Regions from separate parts of the Mus musculus genome. Here regions 2, 3, 4, 5, 6 and 7 are each linked to region 1. The links are chromatin contacts, called in public HiChIP or PLAC-seq, Micro-C and promoter capture Hi-C maps. All regions are on one chromosome and are shown on one strand. Each heading gives the region's core, a stretch centred on a gene start, on an enhancer-like site or on the middle of the called end of the contact. The rest is flanking DNA. Distances are from core to core; before and after follow the strand shown. Region 1 holds the start of Tmem132c (transmembrane protein 132C). Region 2 holds the start of Ran (RAN, member RAS oncogene family). Region 3 holds the start of Aacs (acetoacetyl-CoA synthetase). Region 4 holds the start of Tmem132b (transmembrane protein 132B). Region 5 overlaps Tmem132b (transmembrane protein 132B). Region 6 overlaps Tmem132b (transmembrane protein 132B). Region 7 holds the start of Fzd10 (frizzled class receptor 10).

Region 1 (3,268 bases), core at 315-2,814:
TAGGTGCCCATATGGTGATTCAGGGTGTAGATGTGGAGGTGAGAACCCCTTGGGGTTTTAAATTCTTGTTCCTATTATTGAACGGGAGATAGTGGATGAAACAAACTCCATCCCTCAGTCTGAAATAACGGGCTGTTGCACATCTCCTTTGCTAAATATTTGAGTTTTTTTTAAAAAGTCATTCTCTAGAGACTTCCAGACTTAAAAAACAAAAAACAAACAAACAAATGATTAAGTCTGCCTTCCCCTCTTGGGGCTCATGTGACTTCGTTATTGCTTCCTAAGGATGTGTCTACCGTGGCTTAGTGAGCTGAACAGTAGGGCCTGCATCACCTAAATATAAAGTGGCTGCCTCCCTGGCCTGTGAGAGCCCAGTTGCGTTTTGGGTGCAAGCTAGTCTCCAAGGTCTGGGCTCCTTGGGCTGCTTCTGCCTTCTCCTGATCTGGGGGTTGGAAAGCTTGCTTCTTGCCCTGGTATTTCTTCTACAATCACTGTTTTTGAAAGCTTTTCCAAAGGATTGGTCAACAGGATTCTGTCAGCCCTGGTTGGGAGAGGGACCACTGAGCCTATGCAGCGTGAGGCTTAGAACAGGGTGGGGATCCCCAGGTTTGGAGAGCTAGTGGCAGATAGAGGCTCGCGCGTGCATCCTGAGAACCTTTCACTTGCAGACCCAAGAGGGTCTTTGTGCAGCACACTGCCCAGGCTCCTGGACCAGCAGATGAAACCCTAGGGCTGGTAAGCCTAAAGGGACATGGCTAGAACCTGGTGACCAGAAGGGAGTGCTGGGAAGTCAGGAGAAAATGGGTTCAGGGTGTGCAGAGAAACCGCTCTCACCGAGGCACATCTGAGGCATGTTTTTTTTTGGGGGGGGGGAGGGGGAGGTGGAGACATGGCGTCGCTGTTTTGTTTTAACCCTGCACAGTTGATTTTTTTTTTTTAAAGTACATTGGGTGAGAGACACAAAAGAGTCTCGCCTTTGCCACATGCCCCAGGCCGGTTTCTAAAGACAGTGGGGTTAGTCAGCGCGTTCCCAAGCGCAGTGCACGCGGAGCACACATCCGAACACATCCCACTGAATCCAATCTTTCGCTTAGATAGTTCCTCCACAGCTGCACGTGGCTTTGAAATCCAGTTGTCTCCAGCCCTCAGAAGAGGAGGACCTAATGTTGTAGATGGGGAACCGACGGCCCCGAGTGACCGTGAGGGGTGGGGGGAGCAAGTCGCAGGGAGCAAGGATCCAGCTCCATCCTGCGTGGTGAGCACCTGGGCAGAGCCGTCTTGCAGGACATGGTTGCGCGGAGGCAGGAGACTGCGAGGCGGCCGATCAGCAGCAGGAGGAGAGGGATTCGAGGTCTCTGAGTCTCTTCGTCCTCTCTCTGGGTCTCCCTCCCGAGGCCTGCGCTCCGGGAACCTCTCTGGCACACAAGCATCCTCCATCCATCCCTCTGGCCGCGAGCGGGGGCCGGAGGTGGGCGGATCCGGAGGGTGTAGTGGGCGGGCCCGAAGTGGGCGGTCCCGGGGGCGGGATCAGCAGGACCGCGGCTGCAACCCGAGAAAAGTTGTCCGGACCCGTTCAGGAGCAGCCGCCGGAGCCGGAGCGCTGCCGGGGGCGGCCCCGGGCATGGGGCAACCGGCGCGGTCCCGGGGCTGGCGATGGATGGCGTGACAGCGGCCACGATGCGCTCCGAGGGCGCGGCCCCGAGGCGGGCGGCGCGGTACGGGGCGCTGAGCCTGGTCCTAGCCACGCTACTGGGCCAAGGTAAGGCGGGCGCTGGCGGGGACCTCCAGGTCCCCTAGTAGGCTGCGGGAAAGCCGGGGCGAGGGTGGAGAGAGCGGCGCGAGATCCGGGTCCCATCTTAGAGCCTCCATCTACGGAAACAGCGGACACCAGCCTCAGCTTGGAGCATTAGAGTCAGTGCTAGGGATCCTCCGCGGCAGCCCACCTCGAAGCCCTACTGCCTCCCTCCAGGAGAGCGGGGGGGGGGGGGGGGCGTGGTTGCCGGACTCTGGGTCTGGGCTACACCTTGACTTCTACATTGGGCTACACACCCGGGACTCGGTGCAGCTGCGGGACGCGGGGAGGACCCTGGTTTCCCGCGGCCCCTTCCCCAGCTTTAGAGAAACCTGAGACTTTCCGCCCTACATTAGACCGAACGGTGGCATTGAAAGCATCGGACCGCTCTGGTTTCCAGCGACTCGCCGTTAGGCTCCCACTTCGGTCCTTTGCTCCGGGGGCCGTGGGAATCCGGACTCTGCAGGTTTCTGGAGACTTGTGCAAACCGGCTGACGCAGCCTGGCCAGAGCGCTCGCTGCTGCTTAAGGTCGCTAAGTCATATTATTACTCTTCTGTGAGCCCGGTCGGCGGCAGGCAGGACTGGAAGATCGGAGCCGCTGGCTTCAGGCATTTAGGGTCCGCGAGCTACGGGGTGCGGTCGCGGGGGCGCCCTGAAGGGGTTTTCGCGTGCGGTGGGTTAAGCCCGGATGTTCCCCGGAGTCCTGAGCCCTCCCGCAGCGAGGCGGGTTCAAGCTCAGCCTTTGACACGGACTGGACTGAGGATTCGCTCTAATCCGCCCCGCACAGATGTCGAGACCTCACTCCTGTCCGGGGTTCCAAGGATGGGCTGGAAATGTATCTGGGGAGACAAGTTGACAATTGGCGTTAAAAAGTAGAATTTGCTTTACAAAAGTCTCTACTCCACCATGTGAAACCAGGGGATGCCCCTTACTCGAGGAGCAATTCCCAGACAAACCTGCCATGTACGCTGTGCTTCCTTCCAGTGGGTCCTGTTTCCACAGAGCCCCGGGTAAACTGGGGTGGGGGGTGGGGGTGTTGGGAGTGGGCTTCCCCCCCCCCCCAAAGAGCAGAAATTCAGGAGCCTTTACCTGTGTTCTGCTATTAGCCCAGAGGCGGCTCTCGGTACACACCTCCCCGCGGATTCTGATCACCAAATGGCTTAATGGGGAGTTAGAAAGAAAGAGAGAAAGAGACCCAGATTTCGCTTCTGACTAAGAAGCGGCTGTTATTGCGGTGGCCGTTTTAGACCTTGGGCTGGCTGGCGATTGAAGGCGCTGGGGTGGGGCTGGCATGGTGGAGGTTGCAGGGCTGGGAAAGCCCATGTGATGCAAAGCGCCCCCCTCCCCACCAAGACACCTGGATTTGCTAGACTTCACCATGTTGGGGGTGGGAAGTGGGGAGGGCTTCTAAGGTTGGTTCTGGAAGCCCGTCTGCCAAATGTGTTTTCACTTTGTATGGCTGATGAAAGCTACA
Region 2 (3,268 bases), core at 205-2,704, 1.8 Mb after region 1:
CAAGCTACAATCCCTTCCGCAACAGCAACTTTCCCCCCAAGGCTGTACAAATAGCCTGTCTATAGCTGTCTCCCGACCAACACCCACACCCCCAGTACTCATACATGTTAAGTTTTAAAGTTCAGGCTAAGAATAGGTTTGCAGTTCACGTTGGATGGCAAAGAAAATGCTGTAAACCAGGCAGCAGTGGGCAGTCCAGACAGTGCTTGCAGGGAGAGCTGCGCCTATGCCCGCTTGAGTGTATTCTCTTGTTTCCCTCGGCTTCTTAGGATGAGGTTCTTTGTAAGTTCTAAGCGTGGGCCAGTTAGTAACACAAACCAGGCCACCAGATGATGCGGTTCGGCAGGCTGGTTGCCAGGACAAGTAAGTTCATGATAAGTTTTCTCGGGGAGAGGGTCACTGGTGATGTCACCACCCAGCACCAGGTGCTACATTGTATCAACAATCTACCAAACTGGAACTAGGCGGGTTGACCGTTTTTCTCCTAAACTCTGTTTGATCTCCACCTCCTGTTATATCCTCTATTGAATACAGCTCACAGCATAGCCCCTTGTAGCCGACTTGTTACATATACTCCAAAATATAGTAACTTTGTATTTATATAAATATGTAACTGACGTTCCATTAAACATACTATGTTAACGTTATGTTATAGTTTTTGTGCACACTTTCCCACCTGTCTTCTACCTAAGTTGCCCAGGCTAGCCTTGGAACCCTAAGGCCTGTGCTGGCTCCTTTTAGATTGCATAGTACAAAGTAACAGCAGGGCCCCCAAGCTCTGGTCATCAGAGATACATTTTCCATTTCCCCAGCAGCATCTGTATTTGCTGGTCAATTGCTGCTCAGGAGGGAGCCAGGGTAGGGTATCTTCTGCGAGACAGATTACTCAGACCACGCAACAGAGGAAGGGCCCTGGGATGCTGAACGCCTGGACTAACTGCATCCGGTCCCATCCTCCCAGGAAGGCCAGGCCGTGTCCATGCCGGGCACGCATGGCTGACGCAAGCCGGGCCTCGGGCGCGCGCACCCTCATTCATTCCCTCCATTCATTCTGCAGACGGCGGCCGCGCACACTTAGCGATCGCCCGCCCGCGAGATCCCCGGTGCCTGTGGACACAGGACTTGGGGACGAAGGTCGGGCGGTGCCCGCTGAGCGGCAGCGAGCGACCGAGAAGCAGCACCCGCCTTTCCCGCCCACGAGGCCCCTGGCTAGGCCGCCGCCCGCGTAACGCGCGGCCTCCCGCAGCCAGCGCATGCGCGTGGCAGCCCGCGCTCAGCGCCGGCTCCCGCGGGCCCTTCACGGTCCGCGTGCGTGCGCGTCCCCGCTCGGCCGGCCCACGTGACCCGCCGCCCCTCTCCCGCCCTGGGCGCTCCGAGGGCCCCCGGCCGAGTCGGACGGCTCCAGCGGACGTGCGCGTGCACGCGCGCCGCGTGGTTGGGCGCGGCGCCGTTGCTCCGCCCTCTCCCGGCTCCTCCCCCCCTCCGCGCGCCGGCGTCCGCTGCGTCTCCGGCATTTGAATCGCGCTTCCGCCATCTTTCCAGCTCCAGTCGGACAGGCGCGGAGACTCTTCTGGAAGGTAGCGTCGAGGCCGGGAGGGTGCGGGCGCGGGCGCGGGCGGTGACCGGAGGGTTTGGGTGTCCTTCGGGTGGGCGCGGGGCGGCGCTGGCGACGAGGCGAGGCGAGGCGGACGGGCAGCGCCCTGGGCTTTTTCAGCCCGCTTCCCTTCCCCCCACCGTCTCACGCCGCGTCCCCGCCTTCCCGCGCGCTCTTCCCGGCCGCGGCCTTTGTGGGGCGCACGTGCCGCAGCCGCTCTCTCTCCCCGCAGGATCCGCCGCGATGGCCGCCCAGGGAGAGCCGCAGGTCCAGTTCAAGGTGCGTGTGCGGCCGCACGGGGGCCCTCGGAGGGCGAGCGAGCGGGGAGGTCGGGAGGGGACGGCATGGCGGGGACCGCTCACGCCGCCGCCTCGTCTCTTGAATCTAGCTCGTCCTGGTGGGCGACGGCGGCACCGGGAAGACAACCTTCGTGAAGCGCCACTTGACGGGCGAGTTTGAGAAGAAGTATGTAGGTAGGTGCGGCCGGGGGTGCTTCACGGCAGCGAGGCCTCCGGGGGAAGGCGGCGGGCAGTGCACGGCTGACCCCTTCTGCCGCCCTGTTCCCCGCAGCCACCCTGGGCGTGGAGGTGCACCCGCTCGTCTTCCATACCAACAGAGGACCCATCAAGTTCAACGTGTGGGACACGGCCGGCCAGGAGAAGTTCGGGGGCCTGCGCGATGGCTACTACATCCAAGGTGAGGGGGGCCTTGCGGAAGTGGGCCCAGGCCCTCGGACATGTGCTTGGGGTATGAGCCGGAGAGCCAGCCGTTGCCGGGTGACTAAGGAGAGGGGACAGAAATCTCTTGGAGGGAGGCGACCTGGTTGGAGTGGATAGGAGATTTTTTTTTTCTTTTATAAGAATCGTCCGTGGTGTCGTTTGATCATATGCTGTGTCATGCTAGGCATTGATTTGGGGCAAACTGTGTGGCTTCAGAACTTAGTAGGAGACTAAGCTATTGGGAAAGCTCCCGGGTCACTTTTTGGTTTTCGAAACTTGAATTAAGGGCTACACGCAGTAGCTTACCCGTGATTATTCCCATCATTAAAATAAGTAGTGAGCATTTGCCCCAAGATACTAAACCTCTAGCCCCTCCTGGAGCCAGGCCCTCTCTCACACGTGAAACCTGCCGCCTCATGGAAACTGTACTTTTACTTTTCTCCTTGAAAGTAATCGAAAAAGCTTAGTGGGGAAAGAGTCTGTTGGTGTTTAAAGACGAATGAATATCCTTGTGATCTTACTAGCATGATGAGAAAATTCGTTCTTTGGCTTCTTCGCATGTAAAGGCAAAGGGGTGTTTATAACCGGGGTTAACTTTTTAACCAAAAAAATGGGGATGCTCACGTGCTTCCTCTTAAACTGTATCCTCACCATCCCTGCAGGGTAGGTTATAGAAACCTGGGCTCAGATTTTAGAAGACTGGTGTTTGAACTTTGATGAACTTTGATGGGCCAGCAGTTGGTAGTTAGTGATTAGGTGCCTTGAGGAGAAGAAGGTAGTTGATAGAGTGAATTGGTCTTGACTTTTGGAGTTTTCATTTGAAGAGGAATTGGAGTCAGTGTGCCATGTTTTACCATCTAACTTTTTAGTGGGGGACAGGGAGGACTTTTGAATGGAGTGGGTTGATGGGTGATCCAGAGTCAGGCCCAAGATGATGACTGAGTCCTGCAGTAGA
Region 3 (3,268 bases), core at 575-3,074, 1.8 Mb before region 1:
CTCCAGATATATCCAAAATCCTCTTCTGATCTCCATGGGCACTAGGAATGCCAATGCTACACAAACATATATTCAGGCAAAGCACCTATACACATAAAACAAACAAACAAACAAACAAACACCCCCAACAAAACAAAACAATGAGGGAGCCTGGCATGGTGGTAGCACACAGTTTTAATCCCAGCACTTGGAAGGCAGAAGCACACAGATCTCTGTGAGTTCAAGGCCAGCCTGGTCTACAGAGTGAATTTCAGGCTAGTGAAGATACATAGGAAGGCCCTGTCTCACAAAAGAAAAACCAACCAATCCCAAAAAACCAACCAACCAAACAAAAACCATCACCACCACCACCAACAACAAAAAATGAAGTGGGTGTCAACTGAGGAATGACACCCATGATTGACTTCTGACATGATTGACTTCTCAACTCCAAACACACCAACGCAAGCGTGGGCCCCCCCACCCCCATGCACACACATGCATATGTGCACACACACACAAAGAGAGAAAGAAAATTAACTTGTTTTCAGTTATTTTAGACACTGGGTAGACAGCAAAGTACCAAATGGACTGACAAGACTATTAGCATCCAGAAGGTTCTCATCATAGTAGGATCTGAGCATGCGTTCTCTCTGTAGGAACCTTCTGATGCTCTCCCCCAGATTCAAAGCCAGCATCTCTGATGTTCCCCCAGGACGAACTTAAGCTGCTACCGTTTCGTTCACTGACTTTGCTACTCCAGGGCTATAGTACCAAAGACCTGGGCCTTTTCAAAGACCTGGGCCTTTTCAGTTAGTTGAACGTGCACACCCCACAGGACACAGTATTCTTGCTTGGGGGGCCCTGGACACTGACTCCTCTCTTTGTTCGGAAACCTGCAAGATTTCCTAAAGCTCCCTTCTGTCACCTGCAAGCCACTGTGAGCAACATGGAGTCACATCCCTAGCCCTCTCTTTTCTTTTAGTTTTAACACATGGCTTTTTAAAGTTTGCCCGGACTAGTCTTTTTCTTTTCTTTTCTTTTCTTTCTTTTTTTTTGGTTTTTCGAGACAGGGTTTCTCTGCTGGCCTCGAACTCAGAAATCCACCTGCCTCTGCCTCCCAAGTGCTGGGATTAAAGAAAGGTGTGCGCCACCACGCCCGGCGCCCCGGCTAGTCTTGAACTCACTCTGTTACAAGAATAATCTTAAAGCCCAGACGCCTCTCCCACCTCTACCTCCCAAGTATTCCGATTACAGGGTTTTGCTTTGAGGTCCATGCTGGAGTGGAACTTACTGTCATCCTCCTGTCTTAGTCTTTAAAGTGCTGGGTTTCAGGCTTGCCCCAGAATGTCCTGTGCTTAACGCTTTTATTTTCAGTCTTGACGATAGACTTGAGGTCTCACTCACTCAGTATCTTATGTTACATTATATACCCCATGTATCCCTGCTACAGCATCCCTGTGAGTGAGCACACGCGACACGGACACGCATTTTAGAGGTCTTCTGCACGCGTTTTAGGCTTAAGACATCTCCGCAGCTAAAGTGAGTGTTGGAGGAGCAACTTAATTTGAATAAGTGAATGAATGAACGAACGAACGAGGGCAATAAGTAAACAGAGCAACACCCGGTAAGTTGTGCAATAAGTGAGGGCGTGGAACATGCTTATCGCGCCTGCGCAGGCGAGGCACTCTTTTTGGCAGCAAGCGCACCTTTTGCAGGCGCGGCGCGGCGGAGGGTTACAGAAGAGGGCGTGGTCTCAAGAGGCGTGGCTTTCTGGAGGCGTGGCGAAGGCTGCTGGGGGTGTGACCAGGCCGGATGTCCCACAGGCCGCGCCGGCGCTGGTTCAGTCTCGCGCTGTGGTTCGTCGGCGCACCGCTGATCCGCTCCACGCCTTGCGCTCTCCGCTCTCAGCCAAAGCCCGGCAGCCCCGGCCACGCAGCTCCGCAACCATGTCCAAGCTGGCGCGGCTCGAGCGCGAGGAGATCATGGAGTGCCAGGTGATGTGGGAGCCTGACAGCAAGAAGGACACGCAGATGGACCGCTTCCGGGCGGCCGTGGGTACCGCCTGCGGCCTGGCGCTTGGTGAGTACGGGGCACGCGGCTAGTGCACCCCCCCCCGTCACGGGCCTTCCCGGAAGCTGTTCCCTCCAGGGAGGACCGCCCTAGGAAGGTCCCTGCTAGCTGTTGGGATAAGCCTCTGTTGGATGGATATCCGACCAGTGTTCCTGTCTTACAGTCGGGGAAGCCCCCTGCTTTGGGGGTACCCCTCTAGGGAGGTCCCTCCCTTTCCCTACTTAGGTACCTTGATGAATGGCACAGGGATTGGGGGATCCTCGTTGCCTTGGGGGTCCCCCTCTAGAGAGGTTCTCCTAGATGTTGCCGTGGGCCTCTGATGGATGGATGGCTAGTGTCCCTGTCTTTGGGTTGGGGGAGCCCCCTGGCTCTGGGCCCTCCTCTAGGAGGTGCTGGTCTTCTGATGATGTTTCCTTCACTGTTTTGGGAAGCATCACCGCCTGGCCTGTAGAGGCCCCCTTTCTGCAGGCGAGTCACCCTCTGGAAGTGGCAGACACCCTCTGGTTCCTCCGATCTTTTGCTAGGCTTGCCTGCTTGGGAAATGTCTCCTGAGGTCTTGACTTCCATTCGTTGGGGGCTTCCTTCGGGCCTTATCTGCAGTTCTTTTTGAGTTCACGGGTTTCATGTGACAGGCTCCCTCCATCTGCCTTTTGCTAGGGACCAGCTTGAAATTTCAGGTTCCTGAAAAGGTCAGAGTTCGTTCCTCCTCCTTCCTTTAAAGTTAATTAAGGTAGAGTCCTTTCTTACCCCAGCTCTAAACAGATCCTGCTTCCAGCCACCACCCTGGTCTGTGTGATTATGGGTGGGGCAGAGGCCCTTGGCAGGCGAGGTTCTTGTCCATATGCCGTTCCCAGGGATCCATGGGGCTTGCTTAGTCCCTCCACCTGCTCTGCCCCCCTTCTCAGGTGTTTGCCTGGGGTTTTCAGTTCGAGTTGGTTGGTTGATTGTCTTCTTCATTTTCACCTCCGTTACCCCTCTAATTGCAGGGATCCCCTTGTCTCCGTTGGCATCAATGTCTGTCTTGGCTCCCAGGATCTGTCTCCGGATCCTTCCTGAATCTTTTCTTTTTCCCACCCTGAGCACCAGCCCTCTGAGTCTTCTTCCTAGTGTCTCAGCAGCACTTGGCTGTCCTTCTCCCGCCCCCTATGCGTGGTGCACCCCCTTGCTGGCTGGAGGGTAATCTCCAAATGCAGGTCTTTTGTGTTGCTGGTCTTCC
Region 4 (3,268 bases), core at 298-2,797, 1.7 Mb before region 1:
TGTTACCCTTGGCGGATCGGGTCAGGGGTTTCCTGTGTGCATTCCTGGGAATACCAGCTAGAGGCTGCCCTGACTTTATGTCTCAGGTTGGGAAATTGAGGCTCTTTGGAGGATTATGAGTTTTGCCTGCCCTGGGTTCTCAACTAAGGATGCTGGGCCACAGTCTGCATCATCCCTGTTGACTGATTTGAGGTCTGACCCATCTTTCTTTTTTTCTTTCTTTCTTTCTTTCTTTCTTTCTTTCTTTCTTTCTTTCTTTCTTTCTTTCTTTCTTTCTTTCTTTCTCTCTCTCTCTTTCTTTTTCTTTTTCTTTTTCTTTTTCTTTTTTTTTTTTTTTTTTTTTTTTTGGTTTTTCGAGACAAGGTTTCTCTGTATAGCCCTGGCTGTCCTGGAACTCACTTTGTAGAGCAGGCTGGCCACGAACTCAGAAATCCGCCTGCCTCTGCCTCCCGAGGGCTCGGATTAAAGGCGTGCGCCACCACTCCCGGCTTCTGACCCATTTTTCTACGCCAAGCCAGGACACCAGAAACTGGTGGCAGGTTGAGCAGAACCCAGACTCTAATTCAGGTGTTTAGACACCACAGCCTCTGTCTGGCTTTGCAGCCTGGTGAAGGGAACTTCCAGGGCCTCTCAGAGAAGCACCTCGGAGCTTCCCTGTTTCAACCTGTCGCCTGGACTAGGCTGTGCATTCAAAGGGACTGTAGTTTCTTGGTCCCTGTAAGCTGGGACTCTCTTCCCACGCCGGGCTGAAGCCTGGCCCACTTCGTGGACATATCGGACGACCTGCCTTGGTGGCGGAGCCGTGCCTCCTCTCCCCACTCCTTAGCACAGAAAGAGCGCTCTGATCTGCCTGAGGCTGGTAGATACTCTTGCGGGCTCTCAGGCCACACCACATCTATCACGTGCCCTAGTCTGCGCGCAGCAATCTATCCCTCACAGATGCCTCCTCTGCGGGCCTCTCCGGTAGCTTGCTTGCCTTCTCAACCCCGGGGACGCCCAGCGTTGCGCTCCCTCCCAACACTCCCTGGGAACCCGCTCCGCACTCTAAACGCTCTCTCTGTCCCTGCCCGACTACCTATTCGGGTCTCCACAGGCCTTGGCGGCCCTGTGCTCTCCCCTGGGAGTGAGTGACACATCCTGACGCTTAACCGCTGGGTGGCCGCCTGGTGTCTTGGCCCGGAGGAGGGGAGGGGACTGGGGGGGGGGGAGGACACCTCCCTGCCTCCTCTTTTTCTATTCTTTAACATCTCTGGGTATGTTCCTCCTCTCTCTTCCTCTCTTCCCTATTCCTCTTCTTCTCCCCTTCCTTTCCTCCTTTCATCTCCTTCCTTCCCTAACTCCATCCTCCTCCCTCTTCTTCTAGCCCCATTCCTCCTCCTCCTCTCCCTCCTCCTTCCTCCTCCCTTCCCCTTCTCCCTCCTCCTCCTCCTTTCCTGTCCTCCTCCCTCCTCCTCCCTCCTGGCTGCTCCCCTCCTCCTCCCTCCTCCCTCCCCTCCTCCCTGCTCGGCTCGCTCACTCTCGCGCTGGCTGGAGGGGCGGCCGGCAGCTGGCGCTGGCCGAGGCGGCGGCGGGATGGGACGCGCGCTGGGGCGCAGGAGCCGCGGCGCCGGCGGGGGCCGCGCAACTCCGGCCAAGTGCAGGGCGGGCGCGCGCTGAGCCCGGGCGCCGTCTGCAGCCGGCGGCCGAGCGCGGAGCTGAGAGGTGCGGGAGGCGGCGGCGCAGGAGCGAGCGGAGCCCGGCGCCGGCTCCCGGGAGGACCATGCGGGCCCCGGCCGCGTCGCTCGGGCTGCTGCTGGCGCTGAGCGCGCTCCGCTGCGCAGGTAACGCGGCCGCGTCCCCTCCCCGACCCCGCGCGCAAAGTTGCTGCCTGGGTCCCAAGTCCCGGGCGGCCGCCGCCTCCTGCTCTTGGCGGGTCTGGGGAGCCCCGGGCGGCCCAAACCCCGCGCGCGTCCCCTTTGCCTCCTCTCCAGTCCCAGCTGCCCTTTGGATCCTTTTGGGGCTCCGGGAGCCACAGGCAGGGCTCCCTGAAATACCCCTCCTTACGCTGCCTGGCACCCGGGCCCCGGGGTCTGCTGGAGATGTAGTGGCCCAGCGTCCGTGGATTGCTGTCCTGTTGTCTGGACACCTGCGGGGCCTGGAGGTCGTCTGGGCTGGCCATGTCTGGCTTGGCTGCAGTCCTTCCCGCGCCTGGTTGCCCCTCTGTTTCCAGCCTCCCAAAGCTACCCGCTCCCCCAAGTGGCTCCCGCTGTCTCCCAAAGTAGCTTCCGCAGGCAGCCAGGTGACCCTGCCGCTCACCCTCTGGAAGCGCGGGTCGTCCCAGCACCCTGACCCATACGTGGTCTAGCAGGACCCGGGAGCGTGGTCCGCTCAGGCACCTAGTGATGTCTAACGTGAAGGTGTTCAGAGCCCTCGCCCCGGGATCCGGGAGTCTGGCTCCAGACTGGCACCTGCGCAGCTGTCGCCTAAACCCCGCGAATGGGGGAAGTCAGAATAGCCAGTTATATGCTGTTTGCAGCCTGGGATGGAGTTGGCTAGGTTCAGCCACCTCGGTGTTGCTACGTGTTGGTTGTAGAGGAAGCTTATCCTAAAATGACAGTACCCCCCTCCCCCACCCCAGGCAAGTAGAGACAATCCCAAAGGCTGGGAAGAAGCGACAGTCACGAGCCCTGTTCATGTGCGTATGAGGGCTGTGTTCTCCAGACCTTTAAAGCCCACGTTTTGGGAGCAGGTAGCTTTAGACTGAGAGCTTCGCTTCCCATTCCTTAAAACAAAAACCGACCGTACAGATACCCAGAACGCGGAAGGAAAAATGCACCCTCAACTTTGCGGCTCCGACTGCCTGGGTGAGGTCGCACTTAGGAGTAAACCTGGATGCCAACTTGTTTGGAAGGATGACTGTGCATAGGCAAAAGTAAATATTGCCTTCCTTCTAGATGACCTCAAGTGACCCCAAATATTTACTAAGACTTTCCCCTTGGAGAGATGGTGGCCAGCCTTGGGCTTTGTTTGCACCACTGGAGGATGGCTCTGGTCCTCAAGTGGAGGGCTCTTCCTTGGCGCCGTTAATGAGCAACCTCGAGCTGCTTGCTCTTGGAACTCCCCTGTGGGTTGGAGAGGGGCACTGACGGGGGTCCAGGCCATTTCCTCAGAGCGGAAGCTCTGAGACGCGGTTGCCAAAGTGCACAGTCCCTCGGACTTGCAAATTACAGTGTTGTGGCTATTTTCTCTCTCCACGGGGGTCAGCGTTCGCCTGGCTGTGTTCAAAAAG
Region 5 (3,268 bases), core at 368-2,867, 1.7 Mb before region 1:
CAGGCAGTTGAATTGGAAGAAAGCCATGGTCTTTAGGGTAGGGCCTTATCCACTGTGATGGTGTTCTTATGTAAAGATGAAGACAGAGTCTGGAGCTCTGTATATACTTCAGCTAGAGGACACATTCCCTCACTCAGGGAAGCTAGCAGGGAGGGCAGAGGTGTGGCATGGTGGATGATCATCTCTAGCACTTTAGCATGGCCACACCCTTGCTGGTCACTTGATTTTTAACTTTTAGGCCCCAGAAACTGAGGGATAGTGGAATAGCTGCCCTAAGTCAATCTTGTCTGGTGTTAGACTTTCCTGTTCTTGCTGTATTATAGCTCTTCTTCTCCCCATCCTCTCCTCCTTCCTCCTCTTCCTTTTCTCTCTCCTCCCCTCCCTCCTTCTCTTCCTTCTCCCCCTCCTCCCCTCCTTCCTCCTCTTCCTTCATCATGCAGGGGATGGTAGTCAGGCCTTCACACATGCTAGGCCAGCCTCTACCGTTGAGTTACATCCCAGCTCTCTTTTCACTTTTTATTTTGAAAAGTTGCCCAGACTAGACCTGAATTCAGTCTGTAGTCCAGGCAGCCCTTGAACCTGTTATCCTCCAGCCTTCTGCTTTCTGAGTACCTGGGATATCTGCATATTTTAGGTTTACACTGCTCTGAAGAGGCACGGTGACTAAGGCAACTCTTATATATATAAAACAAGACATTTAGTTGGGGCTGGCTTATAGTTTCAGAGGTTTCAGTCCATTATCATCACGGCGAGAAGCATGGCAGCTTGCACCAGGCAGGCATGGTGCAGGAGAAGGAGCTGAGAGTGCTAAGTCTTGATCAATAGGCAACAGATTGGGACTGTACTTCCATAGGTAGTCAGGAGGAGACTCTCTCCCACACTGGGTAGAGCTCCCGCACTAGGAGAGTTCATTGCCCACCCCCATAGCTGCACATGTCTTCCGGCAAGGCCACACCTACTCCAGCAGGGCCACGCCCACTCATCAAGGCCACGCCTCCTAGTAGTGCCCTGTGGGCCAAGCATTCAAACACATGAGTCTATGGGGGGCGGCAAATCTATTCAAACCACCGCACTGCACCTCCGTGCCTGATCTATATAGACTGATTCCATGCCCTCAGTTATAATGCACAAAGACATACATGAGAATGCCTGAACCGCCTGAAACCTCAGACTGGGGCCTGGAGCCTTCTAGGAAGACATAGTAACCTGAAATATGGCAGGAAGATTCACTTAAACCATCAATTATCTTTATTTGTTTAGGCTTCTTGACTTTTATTTTATATGTATGGGTGTTTTGATAAGTTGAATGTGCACCGTGTCTGTGGACACCAGAGTAAGGCATTGTATTCCCTGGGCTTGTAGTTACAGATGGTTGTGAGCCACCACCGTGTGGGTACTGGGAATTGAACCCAGGTTCTCTGCAAGAGCAGCTAGTGCTCTTAACCGCTGAGCCATTTCTCCGGCTCGGTGTCTAGTAGCCACAAATGAATTGGAGTTTCCACAGTCCAGCCATCCCAAGCTGCCTGAGTCCTCCTTTGCTCCACTACAGGGCCACAGGCTACTGACCAGAGGTTGCATCTGCAGCTTGGAGGTGCCCAGGCAGACAGCTGCTACATCATTGGTCAGAAAAGTCACATGACCCCAGCATCCACCAGGAAGCCAGGGAGTGGCTTTTCTGCCAGAGAGCCCGAAAAGACGGAGGATGGGGCGCGAGCGAGGGTACCTTTTGGGGGGTTGGGCCAGCAATTACCACTTCCCTGCTGATGATGGGGAGGGGAGGCGGCCGGCGGGGGAGGAGGGTAGGGTAGGAGAGCCCAGCGGGGAGGAGCCTGGTGCCTGTCTAAGGCAGAACAAGAAAAAAATAAAATGTCCTGGACCCTCAAATCTTTTGAGAGCAAAAGAAGTGATTTCCATGACAACTAACTGTTCAATGAGAGAGTGAGGCAATTCTGTTAGTGGGAAGGAACACCGCAGGAGCCTTGCCTAGCAGAACCCGGGGGATTTGGCCTTGAGGGTGGAGAGGGGAAAAGAAAGTGTCTCCATGGGCAGCCAGCCTCCTGAAGGGAAGGCTCCAGCCTTCCAGCCCCTGGAAAAGTGAGACTGCTGGGAGAGGCGAGGAGTAGGAGGAGAACGCAGGGGCAAGGGAGAGTGGGTGTGGCCACACCTGTTCACCCTTGCTGAGACCGGCTCAGGCGCAGCTAGCTAGGCTGCAGCTAAGGCTGCAGGGAAGGAGTTTTGAGACGATGTCCCATAGACATAAGATTCAGGAGAAAGTAAAATTCAGCGTTTGGGAGGTGGAAGCAGGAGGATTAGAAGTTCAGGGTCACCCTCAGTGGTTTTGAAGTTAGCCTGGGCTCCAGGAGAGCCTGTCTTAACCGAAACAAAACAATACGGAGAAAATTAGCCCCGGGGAGAGGCTGGAAGGAGCCCCAGATGGGAGTGGGGTGGGTGGGGGTGGAGATCCCAGGCTCTGAAGTCTGTTAGAGATGGTGAGGAAAGCTCCTAGTACTGCCACTAAGTCTCAGACCCTTTTCTAGAACAAAGAGAGTCACCAGGAACTCCTGAACACCTTGGGAGACCACACTGGTGGCAAGTACTAGCTTACAAGTAGGAAGCATTTGATGACTCCCCGTACCTCTCTGTCTCTTCATCCCTTCCTCGCTGAGAGTGAACATATTTCACTAGTGTTGGGGTTCCCCAGAGTCCACGGGAACCCCAACACTAGTGTTCCCCACTTTGGGCAGCAGCTGAATTCTTTAACATCTGGGTGTGGTTCCGGTTTGGTCAAATTTCCCACAAGCCCTCTTTTTAGATGTCCCAGGGAACTTGGCCCTTAAAGACTTAGATGTCAGACTTTTCTGTCACATAGGGGTGTGGTAACCCTTTTCTAATAGCAGGCGCTGCTTCTTCAGGGAACCCTCCAGGTTAGATTGCAGGCAAGCCTTGTGAGTGTCAGGAGTCAAGCCTGGATCTATGTCAATCCATTGGGTACATTATATTCTAGAGAAGTGTTTCCAACATTTGAACATTGGAGAGAAATCGGAGTTACCTCTGTTAGACTCGGGTCCCTGCTGTGTGCCTATTAGCTGGGGCGTGACCGGCAGATGCCCAGCTGTCCTTGATGAAGGACCAGACTGATAGGAACCAGGAAGATACGGAGGATGAATAGTTGGTCCTGTAAAGGCATAATTACCATGGCTGTCAGTCTCTGTAATGAAGCGTCAGTAGGGCCATATTCAGGCCATAAACTACTGGGGAAGGATGGGGT
Region 6 (3,268 bases), core at 255-2,754, 1.6 Mb before region 1:
TTGGTTTCCTCACTCTTGTGGTAAGGGTGTCCCTCTGCTGTCTTTAAGGCCACTTGCAGTCTGCTCGCTTTCCTGACACTATCGTGAGATCTTCAGGATCATTTTCAGGGCCACTCAGAACTATCAACCTGAAATTAACTCAGACATCGGGAACCCCAGGGCAGAGCAGAATGTCTCTCCTGGTGTTTCCCAGATGGCAGGTCAGAGATGCTTTGTGAAGCATCCGGGCTCTGTGACCACATGTGTTTGAAAGGGACTTTGGATTCCTATGTGCGCATTTATATGCATGTGTGTGTGTGTGTGAGTGTGTATGAGTGTGCATGTGTGTATGAATGTGCCTGTGTGTGTGTGCATGTGTATGGTTGTGTGTGTGAGTATGCATGTGTATCAGTGTGCATGTATATGGTTACATGTGTGTGCATGTGTATGGTTGTGTGTGTGAGTGTCTGTGAGTGTGTATTGTATGGTTTTATGTGTGCATGCATGTGTATGTATGTGTATGAGAGTGCACATGTGAATGGTTGTGTGTGTGATTGCATGTGCATGTGTGTGTGAGTGTGCATGTGTATGGTTTTGTGTGTGTGTGTGGTTGTGTGTGAGTGTGCATGTGTATGGCTGTGTGTGTAGTTGTGGGTGTGCATGTGTGTGAGTGTGCATGTGAATGGTTGTGTATGTGTGTGTGAGTGTGCATGTGTATGGTTGTGTATGCGTGTGTGGTTGTGTGTGTGTGTGTGTGCGCAAGAAGATAAGTGTGTGGGTTCTTGAGCTCATGCCCCGGGATGTCAGAAGAACATAGGAAGTGTCTTCCTCCCTCAGTCTTTCTGCCTTCTCATTTTGAGTCTCTCACTGTACCAGAAGTCCAATGTTCAGACTGAGTGAGCTCATAGGGTCCACATGTCTCCACCCTGAATGCTGGGGTAACAGGCATAACCATGCACAACCATGCCTGGCTTTTTACAGGTGCCAGAGGCTCAAACACAGGCCCCCATGCTTAGAGAGCAAGTGCCTGAACGAGCGGCCTCTCCTCCCTTCCCCCAAGGCCTTATGTTCTACATCCTTCATTCACTATCTACTCTTGGAGGTTCCCAGTGCACATGAGCTTATTGAACATTCCCCTTTTGTGGGGGGCAGGTGACTGTCACCAAAGCCCAGAGGTGGCAGAGAGCCTTAGGATGGTGTGTGCCGACTCTGTTTGTCACCATGCCATGGCCAATCCCAGTGCCCTTTGGGTTGTCCCTGCCTTGTTAATCACTATTTGGGCAGGTTGTCTTCATGATCTTCCCCAGGAACAGGGCCAGGCCCAACAGAAGACGGCCCTTGTCCTCGCTCAGTGTCTTATTATTTTGCTCATGCACGTGGCCCTGGAGAGCTGAATGGAGCTTTCAAGTAGGGGCTTGTTTAAACAGAGATGGGGGTGCTCTGGCTCAGACCCACCTATGTAGATGATGCCCTGTTATGAATGCCAAGTTGCCATTAAAAACCATGGCAGCCTGTCTTAAAAAAAAAAAAGCTGGTGTCTGGAATAGACCGGCATTGAATTCTTGTCAGCTGAGCTCTCCACTGCAAGCCTATATGTGCCAGCAACTGCACAGAGGGAGGATGAAGGGGTACTCACCTAAACCAGATGTTGTGTGTGCATGCATGTTTCTGTCTACTCTGTCTCTCTCTGCCTCTCTGTCTCTGTGTTTGTGATATTTCTGATTATCCCTATCATTCCACTGCCAGCTGGGGTACCAAGAGTTAGCATTCCCTTGGTATTGCAATTAATTGGGAGTAGGGGCCTGGGTGATATTTGAAGGTCTTTCATATAGGCTATTTATGATAACAAGGTTTTTTTTTTCTTCTTAAAGCTTAAAAGAGAACATTTCTGTCTATAAACATGACACAAAGGAAGAAAAGGAGACTGTCCCCAAAGTATGTGGAAGCAGCTGAGGGCATCCGGGTCCTTTGCTTCCTTTTTATTTTTATTTTTTTTCTTTCTTAAGGAGCCCATAGGACATCTTGATGGGTGCCAGTTTCCAATCAGGATGGAAACCGTGAAACAGCTCTGGGTTAAGAAGCGAGGTCTTAAAAATGCCATGCTCGGATACTTTTCCTCCCTTCTGTGAAGCTAACAAGAGACCTTTCAATGCAGAGGTTGGAATGATTCGATGCTGAATTGTACTCATTAAAAGCTGAGACTACACCTCACCATGCCAGCCCCCCCGAGCGATCCGAACAGAGGGCTCCTTGCGTATTAAAAGAAATAAGTACTTTGAGTTTAATAGAAAGGCAACAGCCGGCCATTGAAGGTTCTAGGGAATTCTGGAGCGATTCCTAATTGGGAGGTGGGGGGTCCGAGTGGGGGCGGCCTCTGTGCATTTGAACAGTAAGGACAATGAGGTAGGAGGATGTCTGTCCGGGAGGTAGAGAGGGGAGAATAAAGCAGGGGTCAGAGGGAGAGAATGGGGAAGGAGGGTCTGCAAGTTGAGAACCAGTAAAATAAGGGGATAGCAGCCACCTTGGGAACTGCAGGCTGCCGGGTGGTGAGGGGGGTAGAGCCTGATACTTGAGGAAGTTTGTGGGAATCACAGCTTGGGCTCAGTGACTAAAGGGAATCAGGTTTGTAATTCTGACTGGTCCAGGAAGGCACAGAAGGGCTGGGGGTAAGGGGTGGGAGTAGATGTATGTGTGTGGGGGCTCTACTGAGGGACACAGAGAGATTTGCCAGCTAGGCTAAGACTGAGGTTTGTGTAAGAAAATAATTTCATCAAGCAAGGAAGTGCAGGGTGATTCCTCTCTCTCTCTCTCTCTCTCTCTCTCTCTCTCTCTCTCTCTCTCTCTCTCTCTCTCGTGTGTGTGTGTGTGTGTGTGTGTGTGTGTGTGTGTGTGTGTGTAGTGTCAGCCAGTGAAGGAGGACCTGTGTTCAATGCTCAAAACCTAAAAAACAAAACAAAACCCGAAATCCAAAAATCTTGGGTGTGGCGGTGCTTGCTTGCAATACCAGTCATGACAGACAGACACATGGACCCCTGCAGCTTGCTGCTCAGTCTATGCTACTTGGTGAAGTTTAGGACAACAGAGACTCTGACTCTGAAACACAGGTAGACAGCATCTGAAGAACAACAGTTCCTGAGAGTGACCTGGAGCTTCCATACAAATATGTACAGCTTCTCACACACAAACACCTGAGTGCACGTGTGCGTGTGTACACACACACACACACACACACACACAAACAAACCACATAACACATATACAACATTCCACACACATGCCATACATACCA
Region 7 (3,268 bases), core at 413-2,912, 1.4 Mb after region 1:
GTTTTAATTAGAAGTCGATCCTCTGCAGGAAGCGCAAGGCAGGGCGGGGAGGAGGGGTCCTGGGTAGCCTCGTTCCTGGCTTGGCTGGAGCCACTGAAGGCTTCCAGGCATCTGTGCACCCAACTCGGCCCTGGGGTGCGCAAGACTGACTGGCCGAAAGATGAGCAGGGGACTTAGCTGCACCTATGCAGTTGGGGGAGTCCGCACTGGAGGTCCTGGTAGTTTCCCAGACACTTAAAACGCAGACCTGAATGGGGGTGGGGTGGGGTCTAAGGAGAGAGTGGGCCACCGCCCTGAGGGCTGTTTATCCAAAGCCAAGAGTCCGCGACAGGTGCCGCACCCCAGATCTCTCGGACATCTAAGGACTGCGGTGGGCTCCCATGGTGCACTCACTCCCTGTGCGGGGGAAGGAGGTTGAAGCTCTGTGTCCTTATCACAGATTAGCCCAAAACCAACCAAGGGGCAGGAGCCAGCATAGCAAGGCACGGAGAGGCCCCACCACTCTGCGTGGGAACCAGCCGTGCGCGTGTAGGCCGGGGCTCAGCCTCCGCCTCCCAGGAGGACGCAGGCCGAGCACATCTTTCGCCAAATAATATAAATACACAACTTCCTATAATAAATAAACTCAGCCGCTTGGAGAAACCACCAGCCGGCTTGGCGCGATGGTCCCCAACACGGTGGCCTTGGCGGGGCAAGGGTCACCACGATTCAAGCCAAGCCCCTCTTCTCGGGGTGCGGGGTGTCAGCGGCCCGGAAAGTCTCCTCCCCGCCCCCTCCCTTCTTTCTTTGAGTAGACCTTGCAGAAGAGGCCCTAAACTCCGGCTTCCCAAGTCCCCTCCCCCTCCCCTGCACTCGGCCCTTTTGAAATTTCAAAGGCAGCCCCTCCCCGGAGTCCGAGCTCCGCGCCCCGGGCAGCAAACCCCCGGCTTCGGGAAGATGCGGGCAGCTTTACAAGCCGAGGGGCCACTTTTTTATGAGCACGGTCATAAAACGCAAATCCCGTGTCTCTTTGAAAGTGCCCTCCGCCAGGGCCCGGTCGTAAAAGTAGAAGATGCGTCCCCAGCCCCCAACCCCGGGTGAGGACCACCCTTACCCGAGTCCCCAAACTTCCCGTAACCTCGGCGTCCTTGGGGTACCGGGGACAATCTCAAGGCCTCCCACCCCCCCTCTGGGGCGGGGAGGGCAAGCAGAGAGGCCGGCAGGAGGTGAGGCTGGAGGCTGGGGTCCAGCCCCAAGCTGGGGCTGAGGGCGGAGGCTGCCCGGGGCGCAAGGCTTTCTGATGCAAAGCAGCAGCGGGGCGGGGCGGCGGGCGGAGGCGGGGCCTGTCACCAATCGGCTTTGCTTTTTTTTTTTTTTTTTTTCCCTCTTTGCTACTCTTTGCCTCTTTGCAAGTCTTCTCATCCCGGGACGCCGTGCTGGAAGCAGCTGCGGGCGCCGGGAGGGAGGAGCTCCAGGGCCCAGGGCCACGGTGTGCCCGCGCTGCCCCACCGCGGTCCGCGATCGCCCGCGCCCGGAAGAAGAGGCCAAAGTTTGCGCGCTGAGCGGCGCTCGCTCCGCCGTATTGTTTGCAAACTTCGCTCCCCTCCCCCGCCGCCCCCCGACTCCGCTGAGGCCGCGCGCCCACCGCGGTGGCCCCGGGCGCCGCGAGCGCTCCGGCCAGACTGGATGGGCATGCGCGGGGGCCCGAGCCGGGGCGCGGAGCCGCGGGCAGCAGCAACAGCCCGTGCCCGGGAGCGGCGGCCCTGAGCGGCGCTGGGACATTGAGGGCGCCACCATGCAACACCCGGGCCCGCGCCTGTGGCTGGTGCTGCAGGTGATGATAGGCTCGTGCACGGCCATCAGCTCCATGGACTTAGAGCGCCCTGGAGACGGCAAGTGCCAGCCGGTGGAGATTCCCATGTGCAAGGACATCGGCTACAACACCACCCGCATGCCCAACCTGATGGGTCACGAGAACCAGCGCGAGGCGGCCATCCAACTGCACGAGTTCGCGCCGCTCGTGGAGTACGGCTGCCACAGCCACCTTCGCTTCTTCCTGTGTTCGCTGTACGCGCCCATGTGCACCGAGCAGGTCTCCACACCCATCCCTGCTTGCCGGGTCATGTGCGAGCAGGCCCGGCTCAAGTGCTCGCCGATCATGGAGCAGTTCAAATTCAGGTGGCCGGACTCCCTGGATTGCAGCAAGCTCCCCAACAAGAACGACCCCAACTACCTGTGCATGGAGGCACCCAACAACGGCTCGGATGAGCCCAGCCGGGGCTCTGGCATGTTTCCTCCGCTCTTCAGGCCCCAGAGGCCCCACAGCGCGCAGGAGCACCCACTAAAGGACGGGGGTCCGGGGCGCGCAGGTTGTGACAACCCAGGCAAGTTCCACCATGTGGAGAAGAGCGAATCTTGCGCACCGCTTTGCACTCCGGGGGTGGATGTGTATTGGAGCCGCGACGACAAGCGCTTCGCTGTGGTCTGGCTGGCCATCTGGTCCGTGCTGTGCTTCTTCTCCAGCGCCTTCACCGTGCTCACCTTCCTCATCGACCCATCGCGCTTCAGGTACCCCGAACGTCCTATCATCTTCCTCTCCATGTGCTACTGCGTTTATTCGGTGGGCTATATCATCCGCCTCTTCGCGGGCGCGGAGAGCATCGCTTGTGACCGGGACAGTGGGCAGCTGTATGTTATCCAGGAAGGACTGGAGAGCACGGGCTGTACCTTAGTCTTCTTGGTACTTTACTACTTCGGCATGGCCAGCTCTTTATGGTGGGTGGTCCTCACCCTCACTTGGTTCCTGGCTGCTGGAAAGAAGTGGGGCCATGAGGCCATTGAAGCCAACAGCAGCTACTTTCACCTGGCAGCTTGGGCCATCCCGGCTGTGAAGACTATCTTGATCTTGGTGATGCGCAGGGTGGCAGGGGATGAGCTCACTGGTGTGTGTTATGTGGGCAGCATGGATGTCAATGCTCTGACCGGCTTCGTGCTGGTCCCGCTGGCTTGCTACCTAGTCATCGGCACTTCCTTCATCCTGTCCGGCTTTGTGGCTTTATTCCACATCCGGAGGGTGATGAAAACGGGTGGGGAGAACACGGACAAGCTGGAGAAGCTCATGGTACGCATAGGGGTCTTCTCCCTCCTCTACACTGTGCCGGCCACCTGTGTGATTGCCTGCTATTTTTATGAACGCCTCAACATGGACTACTGGAAGATGCTGGCCACCCAGCACAAGTGTAAGATGAACAATCAGACCAAGACACCTGACTGCCTGATGACCACCTCC

Evidence for each region. Promoter capture Hi-C pulls out the DNA fragments that hold promoters and counts their contacts. A called contact is a pair of places that touch in the nucleus more often than the background predicts. HiChIP or PLAC-seq counts read pairs in DNA pulled down with a chosen protein or histone mark.
Region 2: a promoter capture Hi-C map of cranial neural crest shows a contact between it and region 1. The contact joins the promoter of Ran here to the promoter of Tmem132c in region 1. A contact is called at or near these places in 1 of 39 promoter capture datasets (cranial neural crest) and 1 of 115 datasets of contacts at active chromatin or transcription factors (astrocytes).
Region 3: an H3K4me3 HiChIP or PLAC-seq map of embryonic limb bud shows a contact between it and region 1, with 11 times the contacts expected there. The contact joins the promoter of Aacs here to the promoter of Tmem132c in region 1. A contact is called at or near these places in 2 of 39 promoter capture datasets (cranial neural crest and second pharyngeal arch cranial neural crest) and 5 of 115 datasets of contacts at active chromatin or transcription factors (embryonic forebrain, embryonic hindbrain, embryonic limb bud and 2 more).
Region 4: an H3K4me3 HiChIP or PLAC-seq map of forebrain shows a contact between it and region 1, with 19 times the contacts expected there. The contact joins the promoter of Tmem132b here to the promoter of Tmem132c in region 1. A contact is called at or near these places in 5 of 39 promoter capture datasets (cranial neural crest, embryonic stem cells, frontonasal cranial neural crest and 1 more), 11 of 484 Hi-C or Micro-C datasets (cerebral cortex, cortical neurons, cranial neural crest and 4 more), 12 of 115 datasets of contacts at active chromatin or transcription factors (SST interneurons, astrocytes, embryonic forebrain and 5 more) and 1 of 9 other capture datasets (embryonic stem cells).
Region 5: a contact with region 1 is called in a Micro-C map of embryonic stem cells, with 2.0 times the contacts expected there. The contact joins the enhancer-like site here to the promoter of Tmem132c in region 1. A contact is called at or near these places in 2 of 39 promoter capture datasets (cranial neural crest and pre-B cells) and 2 of 484 Hi-C or Micro-C datasets (both in embryonic stem cells).
Region 6: an H3K4me3 HiChIP or PLAC-seq map of forebrain shows a contact between it and region 1, with 10 times the contacts expected there. The contact joins the enhancer-like site here to the promoter of Tmem132c in region 1. A contact is called at or near these places in 3 of 115 datasets of contacts at active chromatin or transcription factors (astrocytes, embryonic forebrain and forebrain) and 1 of 9 other capture datasets (embryonic stem cells).
Region 7: a Micro-C map of embryonic stem cells shows a contact between it and region 1, with 3 times the contacts expected there. The contact joins the promoter of Fzd10 here to the promoter of Tmem132c in region 1. A contact is called at or near these places in 8 of 39 promoter capture datasets (the 3T3-L1 cell line, cranial neural crest, embryonic stem cells and 5 more), 2 of 484 Hi-C or Micro-C datasets (both in embryonic stem cells), 6 of 115 datasets of contacts at active chromatin or transcription factors (astrocytes, embryonic forebrain, embryonic hindbrain and 1 more) and 1 of 9 other capture datasets (embryonic stem cells).

Annotation. Positions count from the first base shown.
Region 1 is chr5:127,240,262-127,243,529 of GRCm38.p6, forward strand. Tmem132c (transmembrane protein 132C) reads left to right here and starts at 1,565. Exons shown (of 9, transcript NM_175432.3): 1 at 1,565-1,759. The coding sequence starts at 1,654.
Region 2 is chr5:129,018,702-129,021,969 of GRCm38.p6, forward strand. It overlaps Ran (RAN, member RAS oncogene family), which reads left to right and starts at 1,455. Exons shown (of 7, transcript NM_009391.3): 1 at 1,455-1,577; 2 at 1,827-1,873; 3 at 1,983-2,067; 4 at 2,165-2,290. The coding sequence starts at 1,838.
Region 3 is chr5:125,474,049-125,477,316 of GRCm38.p6, forward strand. It overlaps Aacs (acetoacetyl-CoA synthetase), which reads left to right and starts at 1,825. Exons shown (of 18, transcript NM_030210.2): 1 at 1,825-2,061. The coding sequence starts at 1,929.
Region 4 is chr5:125,530,871-125,534,138 of GRCm38.p6, forward strand. It overlaps Tmem132b (transmembrane protein 132B), which reads left to right and starts at 1,548. Exons shown (of 9, transcript NM_001190352.1): 1 at 1,548-1,820. The coding sequence starts at 1,760.
Region 5 is chr5:125,587,449-125,590,716 of GRCm38.p6, forward strand. The region is part of intron 1 of Tmem132b (transmembrane protein 132B); the gene reads left to right. Among named protein-coding and RNA genes, the nearest start is that of Tmem132b, 57 kb to the left of the region's middle. Within about 2 kb of position 1,618, at least 85 of the 459 cell types and tissues checked have an H3K27ac peak or open chromatin away from gene starts, as enhancers often do. A contact at or near this core is called in embryonic stem cells, where this site is marked.
Region 6 is chr5:125,656,942-125,660,209 of GRCm38.p6, forward strand. The region is part of intron 3 of Tmem132b (transmembrane protein 132B); the gene reads left to right. Among named protein-coding and RNA genes, the nearest start is that of Gm32811, 110 kb to the right of the region's middle. Within about 2 kb of position 1,505, at least 25 of the 459 cell types and tissues checked have an H3K27ac peak or open chromatin away from gene starts, as enhancers often do. A contact at or near this core is called in astrocytes, embryonic forebrain and forebrain, where this site is marked.
Region 7 is chr5:128,599,444-128,602,711 of GRCm38.p6, forward strand. Fzd10 (frizzled class receptor 10) reads left to right here and starts at 1,663. Exons shown (of 1, transcript NM_175284.3): 1 at 1,663-3,268. The coding sequence starts at 1,775. Fzd10os (frizzled class receptor 10, opposite strand) reads right to left here and starts at 1,244. Exons shown (of 6, transcript NR_015517.2): 1 at 1,094-1,244.